Linked DNA regions of Sus scrofa: region 1 is linked to region 2. Evidence: chromatin contacts called from public HiChIP or PLAC-seq data. All regions are on one chromosome and are shown on one strand. Each heading gives the region's core, a stretch centred on a gene start, on an enhancer-like site or on the middle of the called end of the contact. The rest is flanking DNA. Distances are from core to core; before and after follow the strand shown.

Region 1 (4,024 bases), core at 420-2,919, 35 kb before region 2:
AAACCCCAGTTCTGACAATAAAGTCTACCTCTTCTGGCAAAAGCCAGCCAGTGCCACGCTGTCCTCCCAAATGCCACTGGGACTCCACTGCCAGTTTTCTCCAAACTTTAAGGTTACTCTCTGCCTGTCTTTGCTGCAAAGATGGCCCATGTTATAGCCTTTAGGTAAAGCGGAACAAATTTGGGGAAAAGAAATTGGCAAGGTATTTTATCAAAGAGAGGACAGGGGGGGTCCCCACAGGTGGGAGAAGTAAGATGTTCCCACCAAGACCTGCAGCCTCCACAAAGTCATTCCTCCACCATGCAACTCAGTGACTCCAAACCCTGCACCAATAAGCCGGTACACCCCTCCGCGGCAGACCCCTCCTCCACCCACGGCCCATCGCAGCTGCATTTCCAACTTTCCCACAGTGCAGGAATGCAGCCCAGGTCCAGAGAAGGTAGGGCAAGGGCTTCTGTTGTGTAAACGACCTTCTTGCCTTTGACTGCGGAGGTAAGGCCTCCAACAACCCTTATTTGGGGTGACAACACTTCGCTGACAGCTGGGCCGACTGGCTCCCACCAACAGGTGTGCCTTGGGGAGATGGAGATTCGAACAGGAGTCTTCTCCAGGAGGAGAGGAGGACCGGGGAGCCCAGGCTCCCACTAAGACATAGGGGGGGTTGCCGAGTTGGCCAGTTCTGAAAACCGGCTAAGGCCCCTCTGGGGCTCCACCTGCCCCGACCCCAAGAAAAGGGGACAGGCTGTCTTCTCGCCCATGCGGTGTACCTCACTGGCAGGGACATGGGTCTTCCCCACACAGACTGGTCTGAGAGAACGGAGATTGGAGGGGCCCTGCACGCAGGGAACAGGGCTCCACCTGGTGGGAAGAGTGGAGAAAGGATCCCAGGAGGCAAGGGGCACATCTACTGGACTACAGCCGGAAGGTCTGGACCTGAACAGATGCTGGGGTCAGCAAGGGGGGCACACCTGGTGGGGGAGAGACGGAGGGCCAGCCCTGTGCAGGGAGAGGCCGTGTCTCAAGAGAAGGGGCATAGGGCAGACCCTCCAGGGTTATGGGGGCCTGACCTGGAGAGCAGAAGCAGAAGCTGGCCCTGCAGGGATCAAGGAGTGGACAGCAGAGGCCGGGACTGATCCCGAAGCGTCCTGGGAGCCCACCTGGACAGGAGGGGCGAGGGCTAATCCTGAAGGAACCCGGGCCCGTTCTGGACAGCAGAGACTGGGGACTGACACTTCGGGGATTGGGGATCAGGGCCCTGCCATGGAAAGAAGAGGCACGGGCAGATCCTGAGGCTCTGGGGCGCTGATGTGGACAGCAGAGGCAGGAGCTGGCCCCTCGCGTTTCAGGGACTCAGCCTGTACAGCAGAGATTGGGGATGACCCTGCGGGGTTTAGGTGGCCCAGAGGCCGACGGCACCGAGTACGCTGACCCCAAGGCCCGGGGTCCCCACCGTGGACACCACGCAGGGCCGCCACGCTCGGCCGTCCCCGCGCCGCTGGCCCTGGGGACCCCGCAGGCCAGGCCCACTCACCGAGCAGCAGCAGCTTGAGCTCGCGCCGGGCGTCGCGCTTGTCCCGCCGCAGCTGCTTCTCAATCTCGGCGTTGATCCTTTTGGACTCCTTCACCTCATCGCTCAGGCAACACGCCATCATGGACTCCAGAGTCATCGTTCCGGCCCCGGCCGCCCGCCGGCCGCCCCCGCCGTCGCCCCCCGGCCGGCCCGGCCCTGGCCCGGAGCTGCCCTGGCCGCGCCCGCCTGGCCCTCGGCGCTCGGCCCCCGGGCCGGCGGTCAGCCTCGGCCACCTGCGAGCGCCGGTCCCGCTTGGCCGCTGATCCCGCCCGGACGCCCTCTGCCCGCGCCGCCGCCGCCGCCACTGCCGCCGCCACCGCCAACCGCAGCCGCCGCGACCGAGCGACAGCGCCTCACAACCTAACCCGCGCCCGCACAGCGCCGACGGGCGGCCAGTGCGGCCAATGGGAGGGGGCGGTGGCCCGCGCGCCCGCCGCGGGGGCGGGACTAGCAGCTGGGCTGGGCGGGGCGTCGCACGGGCGGGGCGGGGCGGGGCGAGGCGGGCGCGCCCGAGGGTTAGGTTGCGCCGACGTGGGAAGGGGGACGCGCAGCTGGGAGCCGGGCGGGGCCGCCCGGGATTGTGGGAATGTGGCGGACTCTGCAGGGCGGCTCGGCTGCGCTCGGCTCCGCTCGGCCCTGCTCGGCTATGCTGGAGCTAAAGGCTCAGATCCGCAGCTGCTGTCGGTCGATCCGTCGGGCTCCATGTGAGGCAGCGAGGTACCAGCATTCACGGCCTCCCAGGACCCTGCCATTGCCTGACCAGAAATGAACCTTACTCTCAACCATTCTTGGAGCATGCATTAAGGGAACCTCTCCTATATACCAGACTTGGGCTTAGCATTAATGTAAGGCCTTCTGTATGCCAGGTATGGAATGAGCATTAATGGAGTACTTGCTGTATACCAGGCCTGGACCAGCTATTAATGCCGTGCCCACGATGTAACCAAGCATTAATGCAATGCCTGGTGTATACCAGGCAGGAAACAAACATTAGTGGAATGCTTACTGTAAACCTTGCATGTCCAAGCATTAATGCAACACTTGCTATATACCAGGCATGGACCAGGTATTAGTGCAGCGCTACTATATTACAGTCAGGGAACAAGGATTAATGAAGTGCCTACTATATACCGAGTCCTGCCAAGTTAATTTTATGGTAGCATAGCCACGCCCATTCATTTATGGAGATTTGCTGCCTTTACCCTGCACCAGCAGAGTTATGTAGTTGCTACAGCCCTAAAATATTTACTATCTGGAAGTTCCCATCGTGGCTCAGTGGTTAATGAATCAGACTAGGAACCATGAGGTTATGGGTTCAATCCCTGGCCTCGGCTCAGTGGATTAAGGATCCAGCGTTGCTGTGAACTGTGGTGTAGGTCGCAGATGTGGCTTGGATCTGGCATTGCTGTGGCTCTGGCATAGGCTGGCGGCTACAGCTCCAATTTGACCTCTAGCCTGGGACCCTCCATATGCCGCGGGTGCAGCCCTAGAAAAGACAAAAAAAAAAAAAAAATTTCACTGTCTGGCCTCTTAACAGAAAGAGACCTAGAAAGAGGCCCAAACACACAGGAGGTACTCAACCCATGTGTTTCGAATGATGGGAAAAGTATAAAAGTCTGAGGTGCTCCTCATGCTGAGACCCATTTCATGGACAAGGAAAGTGAGGTGCCATTCTCCACAGTTCCCTGACATCGGCACCTCCCCCAGCCCTGACTTGGCTGGAACCCCCACCCCCACCCCCGGCTCTGCCCAGATCACATCATGTACCTTCCAAGCTGCACCTTGAACACTGTGCTCACCTGTCTTGAGATAAGGGGAGAGGGGAAGGTCAAGGTCTCCACTGATTAGTTGATTGGGACTGAGGAAAGGTTGGCTCCTTAAGGCTCTGATCTTGGCCCTTCTGCCCCCACCCTAGTTGGACACGCAGTCAGGGCAGGGGTCTGGGGTCCCCCTCCACACCCTGTCCCACAAATAGAGGAAAGCTCCACTTGAATAAAGAACTGTAACCAGGGAAATGAACAGAAACATTGTCCCCTGGACCTTGGCTCCAATGTCCCCTCCTCCAGGGGCCGTCAGGCCAGGTCTTTCCAGGCCAGACCTTTCCAATGCCACCCCCCCACCCCAGCAGCACCCTGCTGGACTTTCCCACAGCCCTTTCCACAGCCCGAAATCATCTTCTTTGCTTGCCTGTTCCCTCCTCACCCTATTGTAGGGTTCTCTGTTCTGATCACTGCTGCCTCTAGTATAGTACACAGTAGGTGCTCAATAAGTATTGAAGGGAAGAATGGATGGGTTCTTTGTTGTTTGCTCTCTGTCTCCCCCACCAGACTGTGAACTCCTGGAGGGCAGTGACCACAGTGTCTTGGTGACCGTGGGGTCCCCCTCGTCCAGCACAGAGCCTCTGGCCTCTTCCCTCCCCCAGCAAAACTCCTGGGTAGCAATGAGTGGAATCGC
Region 2 (4,254 bases), core at 189-2,688:
CTCATCTTCCTGGGAAAGGTGACCACGGTCCTAAGTCTCCATTTTACAAATGGGAAAACCCAAGGCTGGAAGAATTTAAATTCATCCAGGAGGCAAAGGTGCATAGTGGATGATGATGATGGTGACAATTAAGAGCCTATGTATTTAGCACTTCCTGGAACTTAATGTGCCTTATTTCTGGTTTCTTGGAGGCCTGCTCTCCACAGGAAAGGGAGAGAGATCCTATCAAAGTCCCCATCAGCCCTGTTTCTCCTCTGCCCACCATCTCACAGGGCTCCCATCTCACTCCGAGCAAGCCCAAATCCTCCCTGAGCCCACAAGGCCCTGCACCATCTGTCCCGCCTCATCACCAGCTACAGAATTTGCAGGCCCCAATGCAAAACAAGACCATTCAAAAATTATTAGGAATTTCCAGACCAACACAGCAGATCATCCACCCAAGCAGAGGCCCTTCTGGAAGCCAGGCCTCTGTGCAAATTCCAGAAGCTGCTAGCCCTGCCCCTCTGCTCCCTTTTCCTCTCAAGCACCCCACCCCCACCTGTGCTAGGCACAGTGCTGCCTCAGTACCTTTGCACTGGCTGTTTCTGCCTCCTAAAATAAGCGACCAACCCCATAGCCTACTGGCTCCCTCTCTCGTCTTCAGATCCGCTTAGCGGCCAAAGAGGTCCATCTGAGTTCCCTCTGTTTAAAATCACATCTTCCCGGCCCTCCCTCCTGCTTTCTTTTCTCTATAGCTGTTACCACCATCTGACCTGCCAGGGACCTGGCTCTTTGGCTGGTCTCTCTGTCTTCTGTCTTCTCCACCAGGGTAGGGACTCTGTACCCCCTCCCACCCCCACCTGGCACACAGTAGGCGCTCCATTAATGTGAGTCAAGGTATGGCTCCCAGGAGGTCGGCGGTATCATCCCCGCCTTTCTACGGAGGAGGAAACCGAGGCTCAGAGAAAAGCCAGTGAGCCAAGGTTACAGAGCATGTCCCTGGCACGCGTCCGGGTCGCGCCATGACAGCGCCGGCGGTTTCGATGGGGGCAGCCGGGCCCCAAGCTTTGACCGATGGGGAAACCGAGGCCCTGGCGGTTGCCGAGGCCACCCGGCCGGGAGGGGCCGCGGCGGGGCGGGGGCGCGCGGGCCCAAGGTCACCGCGCCGGCCGGCCCGGGGGAGGCGGATGGGTGGGGATCCGCGGGCCTCCCCGGGCGCGCGCCCCCCCCTCGGCGGCGCGCACGGGGCCCGGGAAGCAGCAGCGGCGGCGGCGGCGGCGGCGGCGACAGCAGCAGGTGGAGCCGGAGCCTCCGCGCAGCCGAGGCCGCGGCCACTGCCGGCGTCGCCGCCATTAGACAATAGGAGCGGCGGCCGGGCGTGCGGGGAGGCGGGCGGCGGGGAGGGGCGGGGAGGGGCGCCGGGCGCGCAGGAAGCGGGGCCCGGGGCGCGCCGGGGCCGGGCGCGCGGGGAGGGGGCGCAGGAAGCGGGCGAGGCCGGGCGCGGGAGGCGGCGGCGGCGGCCCCGGGAGCTGCCGATCGGCTCCGGGACAAAGGCGCGGCCGCCCGGCGCCCCGAGCAGCCCGAGTCGGGGCGCACAGCCGGGGCGCAGCCTGCGCCCCCCGCCGCGACTGACATGATGTTTCCACAAAGCAGGCATTCGGTAAGCGGGGCCCGTCGGCCCGGCGGCCCCCCCCCCCCCCGTCCGGGCCCGGCACCCCCGGTTCCCAGCCCAGCCACCCCCCCCAGCTCCGGGCCCTGCGTCCCCCTACGTCCTGGCCCGGTATCCCCAGTTCCCAGCCGGGGCTATTCCCTCCCCCAGGTTCGGGCCCTGCGTCCCTCCAGGTCGGGGCCCCGTACCCTCCCATATCCGAACCCAGCGCCCCCTCTAGGTCCAAGCCCTGCGACCCCCTTCCAGGTCCCTGCCAGGCCAACCCCCCGCCTCCAGCTCGGCACCTCCCCCCAACTCCTGGGCCCAGTCCCCTCCAGCTCTGGGCCCAGAGCTGCTCCCCCCCCGCAACCGCCGCCAGCTCCGGGTCCCCCTCCCAGCTTCCGGGCCCAGAGCCCCCCCAGGTCCCCTTTTGCCCCCAGCTCAGAGCACGCCCCAGACCCTGGACCCTGCGCACCCCCACCCCAAGCCAGGCTGGGCCTCGCTGGCCTTGGCCTGGGGCCTGGGGCGCCCCGGGAGCCCCACTAGGCACCTCTAACGCTGGGGCTGCTTTTGGGGCCTGGGAGTGGGGGAGAGTCAAGGCGCACCCCTCCCGGAAGAGCGCGCGGCCTGGAGGAAGGGTGCTAGGAATCTGGGGTGGGCCCCCGCACCCCCGGAAGATTTTGGGCGCTGAGAGCCCCCTCTCCCAAGGGGACTTTGCCAGGAAGCCTGCCCCCGCCTCCCAGCTTTGGGGAGGGGGATTCACTAGGACGCGTTCTCCCCCCTCCCTGAGGCAGTTGGGACGCTCAGACGTGCAACCCCTCCCGGCGCTGTGGAGGCGCGGTAGAGGGCGCACCCTACCCCCCACCAAGGGCGGCCCTTCAAATGCACCCCCACAGCCTGGGGGTGGAGGGGGACGAGCGGCTCCGGGAGCACCCACCCTCCTTAGCTTCTCGGGGAGAGGCGGGGGCAGGAAGCGAGGGCGGGGGCCGAGCCAGGGGCTGTAAACACAGCCAGGGAAGTGGGGCAGGGTGTGGGGGGACGCTGCAGCTGCGCAGGCCGCAGCCTGGTGGAGGGGGGGCGCCCTCAGGGAGGAAGGTGGGTGGCGGCCCCCTCCTGGTCCTGACCCGGGCCGCCCCCTCCCCACAGGGCTCGTCGCACCTACCCCAGCAACTCAAATTCACCACCTCGGACTCCTGCGACCGCATCAAAGATGAGTTTCAGCTCCTGCAGGCTCAGTACCACAGGTGAGCTGAGGGCTGGTGGTCCCTGCCCTGGGTGAAGGTGGAGCCCCCTGCTCAGAAGGCAAGACTGAGGCCTGGAGCTGAAGTTGTGGTCCCTGCTATACACACAGAATGGGGGGAAAAAATCGGTATTGAGTGTCTCATGTGGCAGACCAGGTCTCCAACACTTACGGATATTAAATTCATTTAGTCTTTAGGACAGTCCCATTTCATAGAGGAGAAAACTGAGGCACAAGAATTTAAATAATTTGCCCAAAGACTCAGCCGTCTGGTTTCCAAGCCCCTCTCCCCTCCCCCACCCCCACCCCAGACTGCGTTGGATAAAAGACCTCCCAAGAGCTGGAGTTGGGGGCTGGATCTTCCATCGCCCCACCCACCCCTCAAAAGAAAGTCTATAGCTTGTTATCTCTTTGCCTAGTTTTGGAGAAAAGGTTTCTGGCACCCAGCAGCAAGGCGATGCTCCCTCCAGAATTTAATCTAACATTTCTAAAGGGCTTGCCATGTGCCAGATCTAAGAAAAAGGAACTATTATTATCTTCATTTTACATTTAGGGAAACTTAAACCCAGAGGTGATAGGGGTTTCCTGGGGTTGCCCAGCAGGGAAGTGGCAAAATGAGATTCTCACACTCAGTTTCTGGGTTGAAGACTGCAAAGTCTCAAGCCTTAGCTCCGGAGGGGGTCTTTGCTTGAGAATCAGAAGGGGGTCCATGGCCACAGATACCAGTGGGGTCTTGGGCTTTCTCTGGACCTCAGTTTGGTCACACAAAAGTGTTCTATGAAGGATCCTGAGTTTTCTCCAAGAAGAGATAGGAATAGTGAGATCTGTTTTTCCTTTGGGGGTGTTCCTATCCTCCCCATTTGCCAAATACTGAACATACATCCTTTTATTGAATCTTCCCTGCTTTTTGATCATATGCCCATTTCAAAGTGAGGAAACTGAGGCAAGGTGGTTGAAGGGCAGGCCCGGGAGCTTTGTTCTGGTCCTGTGATGTGGAGGGTTTAGGAGCTTTGCTTGTCAGGCCTGGCCTTTCTGAGCCTCTCCAGGGGTCCTACCCTCCCTACCTGGCCCTTGCTCTCCTCTGATCCAATCTGGCTGGCCGATCTGACTCCAGAGACTGAGGGTCAGGTTGCTGCCTCATGCTGTGTGACCTCAGGTAGGCCAGGCCCCCTCTCTGAGCTTTGGAGTCACGATCCGCTGGGCCTGGGCTTCCTGCTATACAGCGAGGAGTCCTACTGTGTTGGGGACTGGTACAGTATCTGCCAGTCCCTCAGGAAGGGCCAGAAATGCAGTTTGGAATGAAACTGCCTTTTTTTTTTTTTTTTAACAGTGGCAGCAACTGTACATTTTTAAAGAAAATTAGAGAAGCCAGCCTTGGCTTACCTCT

Evidence for each region. HiChIP or PLAC-seq counts read pairs in DNA pulled down with a chosen protein or histone mark.
Region 1: an H3K27ac HiChIP or PLAC-seq map of skeletal muscle shows a contact between it and region 2. The contact joins the promoter of GNA11 here to the promoter of AES in region 2. A contact is called at or near these places in 2 of 47 Hi-C or Micro-C datasets (embryonic fibroblasts and liver) and 1 of 2 datasets of contacts at active chromatin or transcription factors (skeletal muscle).

Annotation. Positions count from the first base shown.
Region 1 is chr2:75,455,186-75,459,209 of Sscrofa11.1, forward strand. It overlaps GNA11 (G protein subunit alpha 11), which reads right to left and starts at 1,670. Exons shown (of 7, transcript NM_001044538.2): 1 at 1,532-1,670. The coding sequence starts at 1,667.
Region 2 is chr2:75,490,770-75,495,023 of Sscrofa11.1, forward strand. It overlaps AES (amino-terminal enhancer of split), which reads left to right and starts at 1,439. Exons shown (of 7, transcript XM_021084158.1): 1 at 1,439-1,639; 2 at 2,774-2,871. The coding sequence starts at 1,613.